2 separate regions of the Gossypium hirsutum genome follow, and region 2 is linked to region 1. The links are chromatin contacts, called in public Hi-C maps. All regions are on one chromosome and are shown on one strand. Each heading gives the region's core, a stretch centred on a gene start, on an enhancer-like site or on the middle of the called end of the contact. The rest is flanking DNA. Distances are from core to core; before and after follow the strand shown.

Evidence for each region. Hi-C and Micro-C count contacts between places; a contact is called where the count stands out from the background.
Region 2: a contact with region 1 is called in a Hi-C map of leaf, with 3 times the contacts expected there. The contact joins the promoter of LOC107886339 here to the promoter of LOC107887465 in region 1. A contact is called at or near these places in 3 of 34 Hi-C or Micro-C datasets (all in leaf).

The regions. Positions count from the first base shown.
Region 1 is chrA03:72,571,882-72,579,258 of Gossypium_hirsutum_v2.1, reverse strand. It overlaps LOC107887465 (phytosulfokine receptor 1), which reads left to right and starts at 3,639. Exons shown (of 1, transcript XM_016811728.2): 1 at 3,639-7,355. The coding sequence starts at 4,027. The coding sequence ends at 7,065.
Region 2 is chrA03:73,394,384-73,401,760 of Gossypium_hirsutum_v2.1, reverse strand. LOC107886339 reads right to left here and starts at 4,391. Exons shown (of 2, transcript XM_016810247.2): 1 at 2,473-4,391; 2 at 1-1,867. The coding sequence starts at 4,258. The coding sequence ends at 3,338.

The DNA.
Region 1 (7,377 bases), core at 2,390-4,889:
ACATATAGGAAAATTACAATCAATTTTACAAAAAAATTTGTGGAATCTAGATCTACCCTCTAAAATAAATATTACAATTTGGCGATTTCGCGAAACTTTCTTCCTGCTTTTAGTAATCTACACTACCGGAGATTGAGGGGTTCTGCCACTTGTAGTCGGTGCCAAAATGAAGTGGAAATGAGGGAACATTTGTTCCGCGAGTGTCCTACAGTAAAGGAAACATTGGAGTCCTTGAGTATAAGCTGGTCTCGTTCAGTTGAAATTACTGATTTCAGAGAGTGGTTAAAACTTATTTTTGAATCCAGATCTACGGCTATTTGCAGAGTCATAGTATGTACACCATGGGCGATTTGGACTTCCAAAAACAGATATATCCATGAAGGTGAAGTTAAAACGGGTGCTCAAATCGCGGTTTTTGTAAAAAAATTTATACAGGAACTAGATGGGTTAAGAACATCTATCACTGTTGAGCGGCTTTGTGTAGTGAGGTCAGTTACTCCAGAAGGAACGAGACTTAAAATTAATTTTGACGCCGCTTTCAACAAACATAAAAAAGAATTGTGTTCTGGGTTAGTTATCCGAAATGCTAAAGCGGATGTTCTTTTTTTAAAAACAGTAATGAATTCAAACATACCGTCTGTCTTTGTTGCAGAAGCGGTGGCTTATTTTCAAGCGATGCAACTTAGCATACACCTTGGTTTGAGGGAGGTAAAGATCGAGGGGGATTCGCGGTCGGTGATTCGTAAACTACAAAAGGAGCAAGAGGATAGATCTGAGATTACTGCGTTTATTAAGGACTCTAAAAGCCTAAGTTTAGGTTTTCAGACTTGTGTTTTCCTTTTTACAAATAGAAAAGCTAATAAGGTTGCGCATATAATTGCATCTGAAGGAATAATAATGAGGAAATCAACTTATCTGGAGAATTTGGTACCGCCTGGAGCGACGGGTCTAGTGGCTGAGGACCGAAGGAGGATGGAGAACATGGGAGAACTGAGAGGACGGAGGGTTGACGAAGAAGAAGAAATTGGTTTTTGAAATCTAACTTTTGAAAGAGCATTAAAGAAAGGTGAAGTACTCAAGAAAGTTTTTGGGGGGCTTTTGAAACGGTTAGCTGATGATTTGATGGATGATAATTAATTTTTAATGTTTGTTGCTTTCAAGGGGGTTTATTTATTGGTTTCCAGCTGGAGCAAGAAGGCTTTAGAGTATCCCTTTTGACGTTTTTTTTGCTGGTTAGAGTATTTTGGGCTGTTTCTTGATTTTATTGTGTGTTTTGGGTTTGTCTTGGGTTTTTCTTTGGGTTGTTTTGTTAAGACTTTGTTTTGTCATTCGTTGTCTGTTTGTGTTGAGTTTGTTTTGGTTTTTGTTTATTTGGTTTCGTCTTGGTCATTGTATTGTTTGGGTTTGTTTTGTTTTGGCCCAGTTTCAATATAACTAGTGAGTTTCATTCAAAAAAAAAAAAAAAGAGATTTGAATCTAGGATGTATTTAATTTTACTATTTTAATCAAAATATTTTTTTAATTTTGGGTAAACTATTCAGATAACTATCCAAGTCTTAGCAATCTCCTGGTTTGGTCACCAAATTTTTTTGTGAATCTAGTTACTTCAATTAGATCAATTGTAACTTTTATTCACTCTATTATTAAAATACTTTTGGTCACAACATAAAATGCTGATATGGTTGAATATAATAACAAATTTAATTCTTAACATTTTATATATTTTGTTAATTTAATCTTAATTCTAAAAATTTAATAAATTTAACATATAACATGTAATGTTTACACATTATGTCAAATTGATTCTGATTTTAAAAATTCATAGAAATAAGAGTAGAGGTACTTAAGCTTGGAGTTAATAATTTGGAACTATATTTGTAGGGCATATATAGGACAATCTTATGAGCCTTGGCCACTAGGCGTATTCAAATGGTTGGTTCGGTTATTAACTAAATTGAATTACTATTAACCAAATTATCCAAAATGTAAAAATTTTTAACCACTAATTGAATCGAAATTTTTTCAAATATAATAACTTAACCGGTATATTTCAGTTAATCAAATTATCGAAATTTATATATTTTTGTCTTTTAATTAAAATAAGTATAAAATATATAAAAAAAATATGTTGCTAATATTCATTTTTTTAATAGTTCAATATATTATTTATTTTGGTTATTTCGATTAATTCAATTAATTATCTGATTTTAAAGCAAATTAATCTTATAACTGAAATTTAAAAAAATTATCAATCAATTTTCAATCAAATTAAATTCAATCACTATCTAATTAATTTAATTAAATCAATTCCATCAATTAATTTAATTTTAACCAACAACACCTCAACTGCACATAGACGCCACTATTAAACAATTAACTCACGCCTGCGACTTGGACCTGTTGCCAAATCAAACTCCACTATCAATTTCTAAAAGGAAACCGCAGGCAGGCTCCAACAATCAAAATCAAACTCGAAAATAAACAAAGCTTTATTTTTAATGTAACTTTTTAGTTAATGAAAATTAAAATTTTTTTATTTTTATTTGTTTTATTTATGTATTTTTTAAATATTTTTAATTTTGAAACTTTTATGTATTTTTAATTAAAATTTTATGATTTTCTAAAATTAGGATTGAATTGATATAATGTGTAAACATTGTGGGTTAATTTTATTAAATTTTTAGAATTAGGAACAAATTGATAGAAAATATTAAAAGCTAACTTTGTTATTATGTCTAGCCATATTAATATTTCATGTGTTGGCCAAAGATATTTTAACGTGGAGAGATTAAAAATTACAATTAATCTAACTAAAGTGACTAAATTAACAACAACGAAATTGTGACCAAAACAAGAATGCATTAAAACTTGGGAAATTATCTAAATAGTATAATCTTTAATTTTTATATAAATTTTTAATAATTATATTTTTAAGCTAACTATACAATTGTTCCCAAATTATATCACATTTCTCATTAGGCACCTAAAATTTTATTGGAGGTAAAAATAATACATAAAATATAAATTCCATCTTATTTTACCATAAAAAGTGTACAACATTTAATAAAAATATATCATGTGTTACATTTTTATTAAATAATATTATGTTTTAGAGTAAAATAAGATGAAGTTGATAGTTTAAATGTAATTTATGAGGAAAAGACCTACAATTGAAATAACTTAACAATTTTTCATTTAAGCATATTTTTTACATGGAAATTTTCTCATCCTATATATTGTTTTCTTGGGAGGCATTTAGGCTATTTCCCTAATAAATGTCATTAGTGATTACCAAACTTTGCTGCCCTTTAATTAGGCTGCTTTAGGTTTAATTTTGTTCTTATCCTAATTTGTCAGAGTATAAGGGAAATTTTTTCAATAATATTTTTTTTTGTATTGTACAAGTAAAATATTAATATTCACACATATAATAGGGATATATCCACATTAAACATCAAAGAGAATTCATTATTTCCCTTTAGTTTTTTTTATTTAAATTTTGAATCATAAAAATATAGCTGATTAATTTAGAAATTCAAAAAGTCAGACTAAATTGTAATAAAAAAATAAGTAGTCAAATGGCATATGGAAAGCACACATCTGTGAGCTGACCGGCCATCGCCAGTGATACCAACAGTTTACCGGTTAACCCATCGGATAGTTGTGTGCTTTCCATATGCCAACGGCTTTAATGGCGCAAAGCAACCTCTAAAGTCTAAATAAATAAAAAAATCCCCCAATATGAGAATAGAGAAGCAAAACCAAAGGCAAAGCACCTCTCAATTTCACTCATTTGACAATTGAAATCTGTGGTATGGCCAAATCCGTGTTGAAGTCAAAGCCACCATTTTGCTCTTCCTTTCCCTTTCCCTTTCCCTTTCCCTTCATCTCATCTCTTCTGTTTTGAGCTTTCACCCTCTCTCGACCCCCAAATCTCACAAGCCACATCGGAAAAATTCTTCTTTGGTTAAAGGGGTTTGCTTGTTTCTCGTCCTCAGCATACAAAGCTGCTCTCTTATTGTTGATATGGGGGCTCAAGGCTGCTGGGCTATGGTTATTATTCTTGGGTTGTTGTTGCAACCTCAGTTTCTCAGCTCTCAAAACCTGACATGCAATCAAAAGGACTGGACTGCTCTCCGGTATTTCATGGGCAATTTGACAAAAACACTTGAAGGTTGGACGACAAATTCCTCTGCTGATTGTTGTGACTGGGAAGGCATAACCTGTGATCCTCCATCTGCTGGTAGAGTAATCAAGTTGGAACTGCCCAATAAAAGGTTATCAGGCAAATTATCTGATTCTTTGTATGGTTTGGATCAGCTTAAAACTCTCAATCTTTCCCACAATTTCCTTAAAGATTCATTGCCACTTTCTTTGTTTCATATGCCGAATTTAGAGCAACTTGACTTGAGCTATAATGACTTCTCTGGACTAATCCCAGAAAGCATCAATCTGCCTTCAATTCGAAGTCTTAACATCTCTGCCAATTCCTTGAAGGGTTCCCTTCCTTCCCATATATGTGTTAACTCCACTGGAATTGGGTTCCTTAGTTTGGCAGTGAACTATTTCTCTGGTAATATTTCACCAGGGCTTGGAAAATGTTCTTCCTTGGAGGAACTGTATCTTGGCACAAATCAACTCACTGGTGTGGTGACTGAAGACATCTTTGAGCTTCAAAATTTGAGACGTCTGGGGCTTCAAGATAACAACTTGGGTGGGAAACTTAGTCCTGGTATTGCTAATCTCTCTAATCTTGTTCGTTTAGATATTTCTTCAAATAATTTTTCTGGAGAGATCCCGGATGTGTTTAGTGAGCTAAAGAGATTTCAGTATCTTATAGCAAATTCAAATAACTTTAGTGGTGGAATTCCCAGTTCACTGTCCAATTCTCCAACCGTTAGTTTGCTGAATTTGAGGAATAATTCATTGGAGGGTTCTATATATCTTAATTGCTCTGCTATGGTTACTTTGAATTCTCTGGATTTGGCTACCAATAAGTTCACTGGGCCTGTGCCTGATAATCTTCCCTTATGCAGACAATTGCAAGATGTCAACCTTGCCCGCAATAATTTCAGTGGCCAAATCCCTGAGAGCTTCAAACAATTCCATAGCCTCTCTTATCTTTCCCTCTCGAATTCGAGCCTCCATAATCTTTCCTCTGCTCTTCAAATTCTGCAGCAGTGTAGGAACCTAACTGCTTTGGTTCTCACCTTGAATTTCCCTGGTGAAACATTACCTGATGATCCTAATCTGCACTTTGAAAAGTTGAAGGTTCTTGTTATTGCAAGCTGTCAACTTAGAGGTTCAATTCCCCAATGGTTGAGCAAGATTTCTGCATTGCAGTTGTTGGATTTGTCATGGAACCATCTGAATGGAGCACTTCCGCCATGGTTGGGAAGCTATAGGGATCTGTTTTACTTGGACTTATCGAACAATTCGTTTACTGGAGAGATCCCTAAGAGTTTAACTGAATTACCGAGCCTCATTCATGGAAATATCTCACTGGAGGAACCTTCACCAGATTTCCCTTTCTTCATGAAAAGGAATGAAAGTGCGAGGGGATTGCAGTATAATCAAATTTGGAGTTTTCCACCAACACTTGAACTTGGTCACAACTTTCTTAGTGGACCAGTTTGGCCTGAGTTCGGGAATCTGAAAAAGCTTATTGTTTTTGATTTGAAATTCAATAATCTCTCTGGACCGATTCCGGAAAATTTGTCTGAGATGAGCAGCTTGGAGATTCTGGATCTATCACATAATGACTTAACTGGGACCATACCACCTTCACTGGAAAGTCTCAGTTTTCTGTCTATCTTTAATGTTGCCTACAATCGACTTTATGGGAAGATTCCTTCTGGAGGTCAATTTCAGACATTCCCGAATTCAAGCTTTGAAGGAAACAATCTTTGTGGTGATCATCGGTTCAGTTGTCAAGATAATACAAGTGAACATGTGTCTCCAAAAAGATCAAGAAGGAACAAAGATATCATCATTGGAATGGTTGTTGGAATCATATTTGGGACAGCCCTTTTGATTGGCCTTATGTATTTGTTTGTTCTGCGTACACATAAACGCAACGAGGTCGATCCCGAGAAAGAGGAGCCTGACACCAATGATAAAAATTTAGAAGAACTCAGTTCAAGGCTAGTGGTGCTCTTCCAAAATTGGGAATCCTACAAGGAGCTTTGCATTGATGACCTTTTGGAATCAACCAACAATTTTGACCAAGCAAATATCATCGGTTGTGGTGGTTTTGGTCTGGTTTATAGAGGCACTCTCCCAGATGGTCGTAAGGTTGCCATTAAACGGCTTTCTGGTGATTGTGGTCAGATGGATAGAGAATTCCGTGCTGAAGTTGAAGCACTTTCAAGAGCTCAGCATCCAAATCTTGTCCATCTACAAGGATATTGCATGCATAAAAATGATAGGCTCTTAATATATTCTTACATGGAGAATGGTAGCTTGGACTATTGGTTGCATGAGAAGGTTGATGGATCATCCTTGCTTGGTTGGGAAACAAGGCTGAAAATTGCACAAGGGGCAGCTAGGGGTCTAGCTTATTTGCACCAGTCATGTGAGCCTCATATTCTTCACAGAGATATAAAGTCAAGTAACATTCTTTTAGATGAGAATTTTAAAGCTCACTTGGCCGATTTTGGTCTTGCAAGGCTCATACTTCCCTATGATACCCATGTCACCACTGATCTGGTAGGAACATTAGGCTACATTCCTCCTGAGTACGGACAAGCTTCAGTTGCAACCTATAAAGGTGATGTGTACAGTTTCGGGGTAGTGCTTTTGGAGCTTCTGACCGGAAAAAGGCCCATGGATATGTGCAAGCCAAAAGGTACCCGGGATTTGATCTCTTGGGTGATTCGCATGAAGATGGAAAACAAGGAGAGTGAGGTTTTTGACCCGTTTATCTATGGCAAGCAGCATGATAAGGAAATGTTGCGGGTTCTTGAAATCGCATGCCTTTGTTTAAACGAAAGCCCTAAAATTAGGCCTACAACGCAGCAGCTAGTTTATTGGCTTGACAAAGTGACATCGTTATCTAGTGTTTGAACGCAACTACATGAAACTCCGGTTGTACAGCTAGAAGCAGCAGCAGAAAATTGGTAGTTTTTCATAGTAATGTCATCCTGTTGTAAATATTACTCCAGATATGTGGTGTATCAGATTCTGCTGCTCTCCAACATGGAGAACTCTGACAGAAAGCAACAAGCATTTTTATGATTCACTTTGTAAGTTTTCACAATCGAACAACAAAATGTTTGTTTCCAAACATGTAAAATACATATAATTCTTTTGTATGTAATGGTGATACGAAATGTGAAGATTTTTTTTCCATTGAATGTTATGCCTTCTTTTGCTGTT
Region 2 (7,377 bases), core at 3,142-5,641, 820 kb before region 1:
TTGAGTAATTTGAATGCGAACATCGCTTGGAGTAATCTTGGAAAAGAAGATATTACTCTTACTCTTCATAACACTAATTCTATGCCCCGATATAACACAAATTTGATTAAGGATGGAATCTAACAGCCGTGCTTGGTCCAGATGAACTTTACACAGGATTACTAGGTCATCTGCAAAAAATAAATGAGAGATTGCAAGATCATTACGAGATAGCTGAATAGGGTCCCAATTATCATTCCTCATTTTCATATGAATAATATGCTCCAACCACTCCATGCAAAGAACAAACAGATACGGCTGTAGAGGGCATTCTTGACGAATTCCTCTAACCAGTTTAAACTTACGAGTAGGCACTCCATTCTAGAGGATCTGCATAGAAGATGATGATATTGCTGACATAATCACTTTACATATAGAAATAGGGATTCTGGCTGCACTTAGCGATGAAACAATGAAATCCCAACTAACTCTGTCATAGGCTTTTTCCAAGTCTAACTTTACAGCCATCTAGTTCTTCCCTTTTTGTTTACACCGCATAGAATGAATAACTTCCTATGCGAGAATAATGTTCACCGATATGTTCCGACCAGTAATGAATCCAGTTTGCTCTTGTAAGATAAGCTTAGGAAAAACCACCTCAAACCTGTTAACGATCACTTTCATAATCAGTTTGTAAAGCACAGAACATAAGTTGATGGGCCAAAATTGGTTGAAATCCTTAGGATTCTCTTTTTTGGGAATTAAAACAATCAGCATATTATTCAGCTTCTCCTAAATCTTTCTTCCAAAAAAGACCTCTTTGACCAATTGACACACGTCCCTACCAATAATATCCCACTGGCTTTGAAAGAAGATAACATGATACCCATTGCTACCAGGTGCTTTCAGCGGTGCCATATCAAATAACGCCCTTCTGATTTCCTCATTAGTGATATCTGCTTCCAAAAAAGAAACCTCTAAAGGATTAAGGTTAGGAAAACCAAAACTAGGCGTACCTCTTAAAGTCGAAGGAGTTTCTCCATATAGCCTTTCAAAGAATTCCACCGCCTTTGATTGCAAGGTATCTTGATCAAAACACCAATCTCCATCATCCAAGCGTAAGGAAAAAATATGGTTAAATTTCCTTCTCTTAATCATGCGACTATGATTAAATTTCGTTTTTCGATCCCCAAATAAAGCCAGTCACAACGTGCATTTTGTCTCCAAAGTAAATCTTCATGATCCAGAAAGTTCTCCAACTCATCCCGAATTTTCAATTCTTTCTAAGCTAACTGACTAGATGGAAAATGGTCAATGGCCTTTTGAATATTATTAAGGGATCTCATAAAATGACGCTTACGTGCACCCAAAAAACCATACACATTCATGTTCCAAATTTTAACAGAAGAGGTCAAATTATTGAGAGAATCAACCATATCACTCGTAAAATTCCACTTATCTTTAAGGAATGTGGGAAAAGTGTTGTGTTGTGTCCATCCCGCTAAAAAACTGAAAGGTCAACCTTTAGAAACGTTCCGAACCGGGTCATTGAAAAGTAAAAGTGGCCAATGATTAGACTTAGTACGAGTGAGGTGTTGAACTGAACACTGTGGAAGTTAACATCCACTCATCATTTGCTAAGGCTCGATCTAATCTTACAAAAGTGTCACCTCATTGCCAAGTGAATGAAGGTCCACTAAAACCTAAGTCCTGTAAAGCACAAGAATCAATGAAATTTCCAAATAATTCACACTATTTTCTAGGATTAGAGGGACTTCTCTTGTCCTTAGAAGATATGATAGCATTAAAATCTCCCATGATAAGCCAATGAATGGATTGGGCTGGGGAGGCAGATTTTAACCCTTCCCAAAGAAGCTTGCGTTTCATCCTGTCAAGGTTACCATAAACAAAAGAGATTGGAAAAGACTTATTGAAAATTAAATTATCAACACGAAGAAAAATGAATTGAGAGTGACTACTAATGATTTGAATATAAAGAGAATTTTTCCATCCTACCCAGATGCCACCTGAAAATCCAACGGCTTCAACCCGATGAGAAAAATTAAAGCCCAATTACTCAATAATAAAATTGGCTTTTTTATTGTTTACTCTTGGTTCAACTAGGCAAACAATATCTAGACTATATTTCGAATTATATTCACGAAATGCTCTAATAAAACTTCTACTAGCAACCCTTGACAATTCCACGAGAAAATTTTTAAATTAGGCATCATCAAAATAATATAATAAGAATATAAAAATAATAAAAGCCCAAAAAGCAAAACCCACGTAAATAAAAAATCAAGAGGGACAAACCAAAAACCTTCAATAGTCATACTGTTTAGGGATTATACACCCATTCATCTTCTCATCGTTTCTGGAAAATAAACCAGTACCAAAATTTTCTTTTGAGATACTCGATATACTCTCAGCAAGATTCTCTATAGATTTTTTAAAAAAGACACGAGGGGAGCTAGCGTTTTTGAACCTTACATTTGTCCCACGAAATCTTTTATTCTGCTTATTCGATCTGCTCCTGAACTTCATTTCTTTGCTCGAATCAAGAAATCCCTTCTGATCCAAGAGAGTGTTCATGGAAAGGGGTTCTTTATTTTCAAAGAAAACCACAGTTGTGTGTTTTTCGGAATCTAGATTGCCAACTTCGACTACCTCTTCTCCTCTAACTACCTCCTTTAAACTTGGTATACTCTGGAGCACTGAAGTCTCCCTTTCGTCATGCAAGATAACCTCATCGATGGCCTGCTCAGGAACAACTACCGGCGCTGCAAAGGGACGACTATTGCTGTTGGGAGCAAACGAACCCTACTGGTTCCCTTCAGCCTGGGCTTCATGATCCAACATGCCCTAGACCTGCTTAGGTGAAGAAACCCCCACGCCCAATCCAGAGGTAAATACCTCTGAATTCTGCACAATTCTATTACTGGTCATATGGGCCGAACTTATCCCAAAAATTGTTCTTTATTCTTTTTGTTATTTGGGCCTAGAGAAATTTTGGGGCCCGACTCTTTAAAATTACCGTTTGAGATTTTTTTATTGATTTCAGCTGCCTTTTTCTCGAAAATGTCTTGCGTTGACCTTTAATTAATAATTCTTTCCCTTTAGACCTCCGCAAATCTGCCAATTCCCTATCCTAAAATTCATTAGTCAAATCCCCGTTAGCAAGGCCACTGAATCGGGAGCCTACCTTCTCCTTCTCCTGAATTTCGGTTAATTTCTACGGATTATCCCTTACTTTGCGCCTTGATTTCCTTTCTACAATCATCCACGGCCCATAGTTGCCATCTTTCTTTTCTGATCCTTCAACGTTCGATTTTTGAAATTCTGGTACTATCTCATGCTAGTCCATGTTTACCACCACCGTAGATTCTGGAATTTTGAAGTTACACATGTTTTCCACATGTCCATACCTTCCACAATGAAAATAGATAGTAGAAAGGGACTCATATTCTACCATTTGTGTTCGGCCATTTACCAAGATTTGAGACACCAACGGCTTTTCTAAGTTGACGTATACCGCCATTCTAGCGAACAACCCCCTCGTCCTGCTATCAGTATTCATATCTAACTTGACCACTTTGCCCACCAATTCTCCAATTTCAGTAATGATTTTACGGTTATATAAATAACTAGGAAGAGCAGGGAGTCTAATCCATGCCACTACTACACTTGGGTAAGCCTGTGTAGAGTCAAAAGCCCTCGTCCAAGGCTGAACAGTCAAATATTGGCCGAAAATAGTCCACGATCCTTCAGAGAGAGCCTTATCACAATCCAATTTGTTATGGAATTTGACTAGAAAATAGTCGTTTTCAATGTCCATCATGTGAATAGGGCCTGAAGGTCTCCATATGCTGTAAATTTTGTTCTGCAAAATCAAAAAACCAATGTTACGACCTAGGAGTTTTAAGATCACATTATTATTCATACCCTGAATAAGGATTTGATGAATTTGGTCCGAAAAAGTAATTGAAGGCATGCCATTCACAACGGATTTCTGAATGTCCCCTTCCAAAAAATCAATAACTTCCTTCCCATCCACATTGGAATCACCCTTTGAAGATTGGCTGACGAGCATGTCTCTCCAAGAAGTAGGTTGATCTAGAGGCAACTCGATCAGCATGTCATTACTCGTTGCTTTCTCCTTGTCTCTGAATCTAACTTTCTTAGGGATCATCTCCTCCACAGTGGATAGTCCAGGATCAACATTTTCACAGAGAGAATTCGACATTTTTTTCTTTAAAAAAAATAGGTTTTTGATCATTTCTCAACTGAGTGACCAAGTTTATAAGTAACATTAACTCAATCAAAAGCTTTATTATAATGAAAAACAATGAGTAAAAATATTAAACTTTATAAGATAAATTTATAAAGTGATATTTTTTAAGGTGAGTAAAAAATTAAAAAATTATATTAAAAAATGATATCTCCAATATTTGAATTCTTTTTATAGAATTAAAAAAATTATTGATAATGTATGAAATGCTAAATTTCAATAATAAATACATTAAAATATCAAATAATTATGACTTATTTTCCATTATTTTTTGTTTTTATTATATTTAAATAATATTTTTGTTGTATTAATTTTTTATGTTTTAATGCATTATTTGGGTGTAAGTTAAAAGGTTAAAATATATTAGTAATTGCATCATACATGTATGCATGTGGAAATAATATATTTATAATATATGTGTGGTTAAAAAATAGCATTTAATAAATAATTAAACATATGGTTTGAAATTAATAATTACATATGAAATTAAAATAAAACAAGTTAATCTAAATTGTGAGTAAATATAAATTTAAATATGTAAATACATTAGTGTAAGAATATTAAATACATTTCAATTGCTTTCCATCTTGTATTGTCAATTGCTATGACATGCTGAAATGTTATCAGGTTAGAAAGCTTTATTTAACGTGTTTTCAAAATGTTATTATATTATCACGTGGGTCAAAGAAAAATTCAATATTAAAAATATTGTTGTAAATTATTTATTTAACAATTGAATCATAAGAAAAATATGGTAACTTGCTTATAAAAAAAACTTTTATTAAACATACTTTCATAAAAATGATAAAGTTAAAATTTTAATATGTTTGATAGAAATGTTATCTCTTTTTTTTAATATAAATTTTATATAAAGCAATGAAAATACAAAACATTTTATAATAATATTTATTAATTTTAAACGATTAATTTTTTTAGTATTTTTCATAATTGAGTTGATTTCTAGTTAACTCTAACACCAACTCTTTTACATACTTAAATAATAGCATAAATTTTGATGCAATAAAAGCATAATCAAATTTTTTTATTTTTAGTTTTTTATTTAATGCATTTTCACTTAATTCAATAAATATTAACATAGTAGTTTTTTAGTAAAATAGTCGTTTAAATATAATTAAAAATTAAAACTTTATTTGAGTTAATGTTAAAAGTAGTGCTTTAAAAATTAAACCAGTTGGTCGAATTGATTAGTCTGGGAATTAGTCGATACAACGATTCAAAACAAGGAAAAAACCAATTGACTCTTGAACTAGATCGGATTGGTTGACCGGCAGTTGAACCAGTTTTTATGATTTTATTATTTTCATTTTAAAATTTTTATAATATTTTAATAATTTATTTAATTTTAACCAGACATACCAATCAAATGAAGAATCGATAACCTAATCAACTCAACTATCAGTTCGATTCGAAAAACATTAAATGAAGATTAAAATATATTTTGATGTAATAAAGTACACAGTAGTTTCATTATTATTTTGATATTTTTTGGTTAATTATTATTATTATTATTATTATTATTATTATTATTATTGAGAAAGAAGTTTTAACATTGTCATTAAATTTACATTTAAAAAAAAACATTGTCATTAAACTTGGATTGAGGTAATATTATTTAAAAATACAAGTAATAAACTACATTCTTTTAATTCAATAAAAATAAAAATATCAAAAATCTCAATTAATCGAATCATTCACTATTCCTTTAAGCTCCACAAGTGTTTTTTCAATGATCTCAATTGAAATTAACTTAACTAACTTGTGTTAGAAGGAATTAGAAAATTTTAAACATCTAGGAATGAACCCACAAGGGTTGAAAGTGGTGATTGGTGAAATGTGGAAACTCTCCACTTATGCTACTTTGCCACCTTGGACTTTTCTTTGTATTTGATGTGATATGGATCTCTTTTTAATTATCCCAATAAGAATAGAATCAATTCTTAAACATGCCATAAACAACTCCTCAACTCACCCAAAAGCCACAAGTTCTCCTAATGCCTCAGTTGACAATATATTTTATTGATTCTACCAAAAAACAATTTGCTGAATAATTAATAGATGCATTGCAATGCTAATTATAATATTACCCAATTCGTACATTTCATCTTTTGACTAAAATCAAGTTGAGATTTTAGAGACCGCTTCTCGTAAACCTGTAGCAATTAATTTTTTTGAAACTCATCCACACAACTTGTAATTTTTTTTTATAAATGAATTTTAAATATTATCACGTATTATCTTATTTTTATTTAATTTTAGTTTTTCAATATATCTTTTCTTCTACCCGTTTATAAAATTTAACAAAAATAAATTTTAGAACATAACCTATTTTTTTAATTTAAAGATTCAAGAGAAGTTATAAATAAATGTAGGTATTCTATAAAAAAAAGAACTTCACCTACAAACTAAAGAGGCTTTCACACAATTGGTAAATACAAATATTTTTTATATTCTGAATACCTAAGTTCGAGATTTCATTATGTATAATCATATTTATTGATCTCCTAGTTTTATCATGTGTAATTATCATTGCAGGTTTTACTTCACTTCGTAAGTTTTAGTTTAGATTATAATAATTTCTAGTCTAATTATATGCTTTACTTTATAATTATTTAGATAATTTTTTTATATTGTAATAATTTAGTACTTGTGATTATTCAAATATATATTTGTATTATGCTTGAATTGTATTATTAGCACTTTCAAAAAAAACTCCACTTATATATAAATAATTTTTCCAAAATTAACAAATACTTATTTTTAGTGTTGTGGTTGTGTGTTAGATAAAGTTCAGGAATAGATAAGGGCTTTAAAAAGCACATAATCGCTTAGGTGGGTTTTGTTTTCTTTTGGGGGGAAGGGGGGGGTGGGGGTGGGGTGGGTTCTTTCAATGCCTATTTCATTAAAAGCAACACAAACCGTGCCTAAAGCTTTAAAACTGACCTAATTTAATAGGGATAAGCAATTAAAGAGAATTTTTATTTTTTGACACAGTGATAAATGGAGTTTTTGTTCTTTTATTTCAATCATTAAAATTTTTAAAAGGTATATATTTTATATTTTTAACATTCGTAATATAAAATATAACA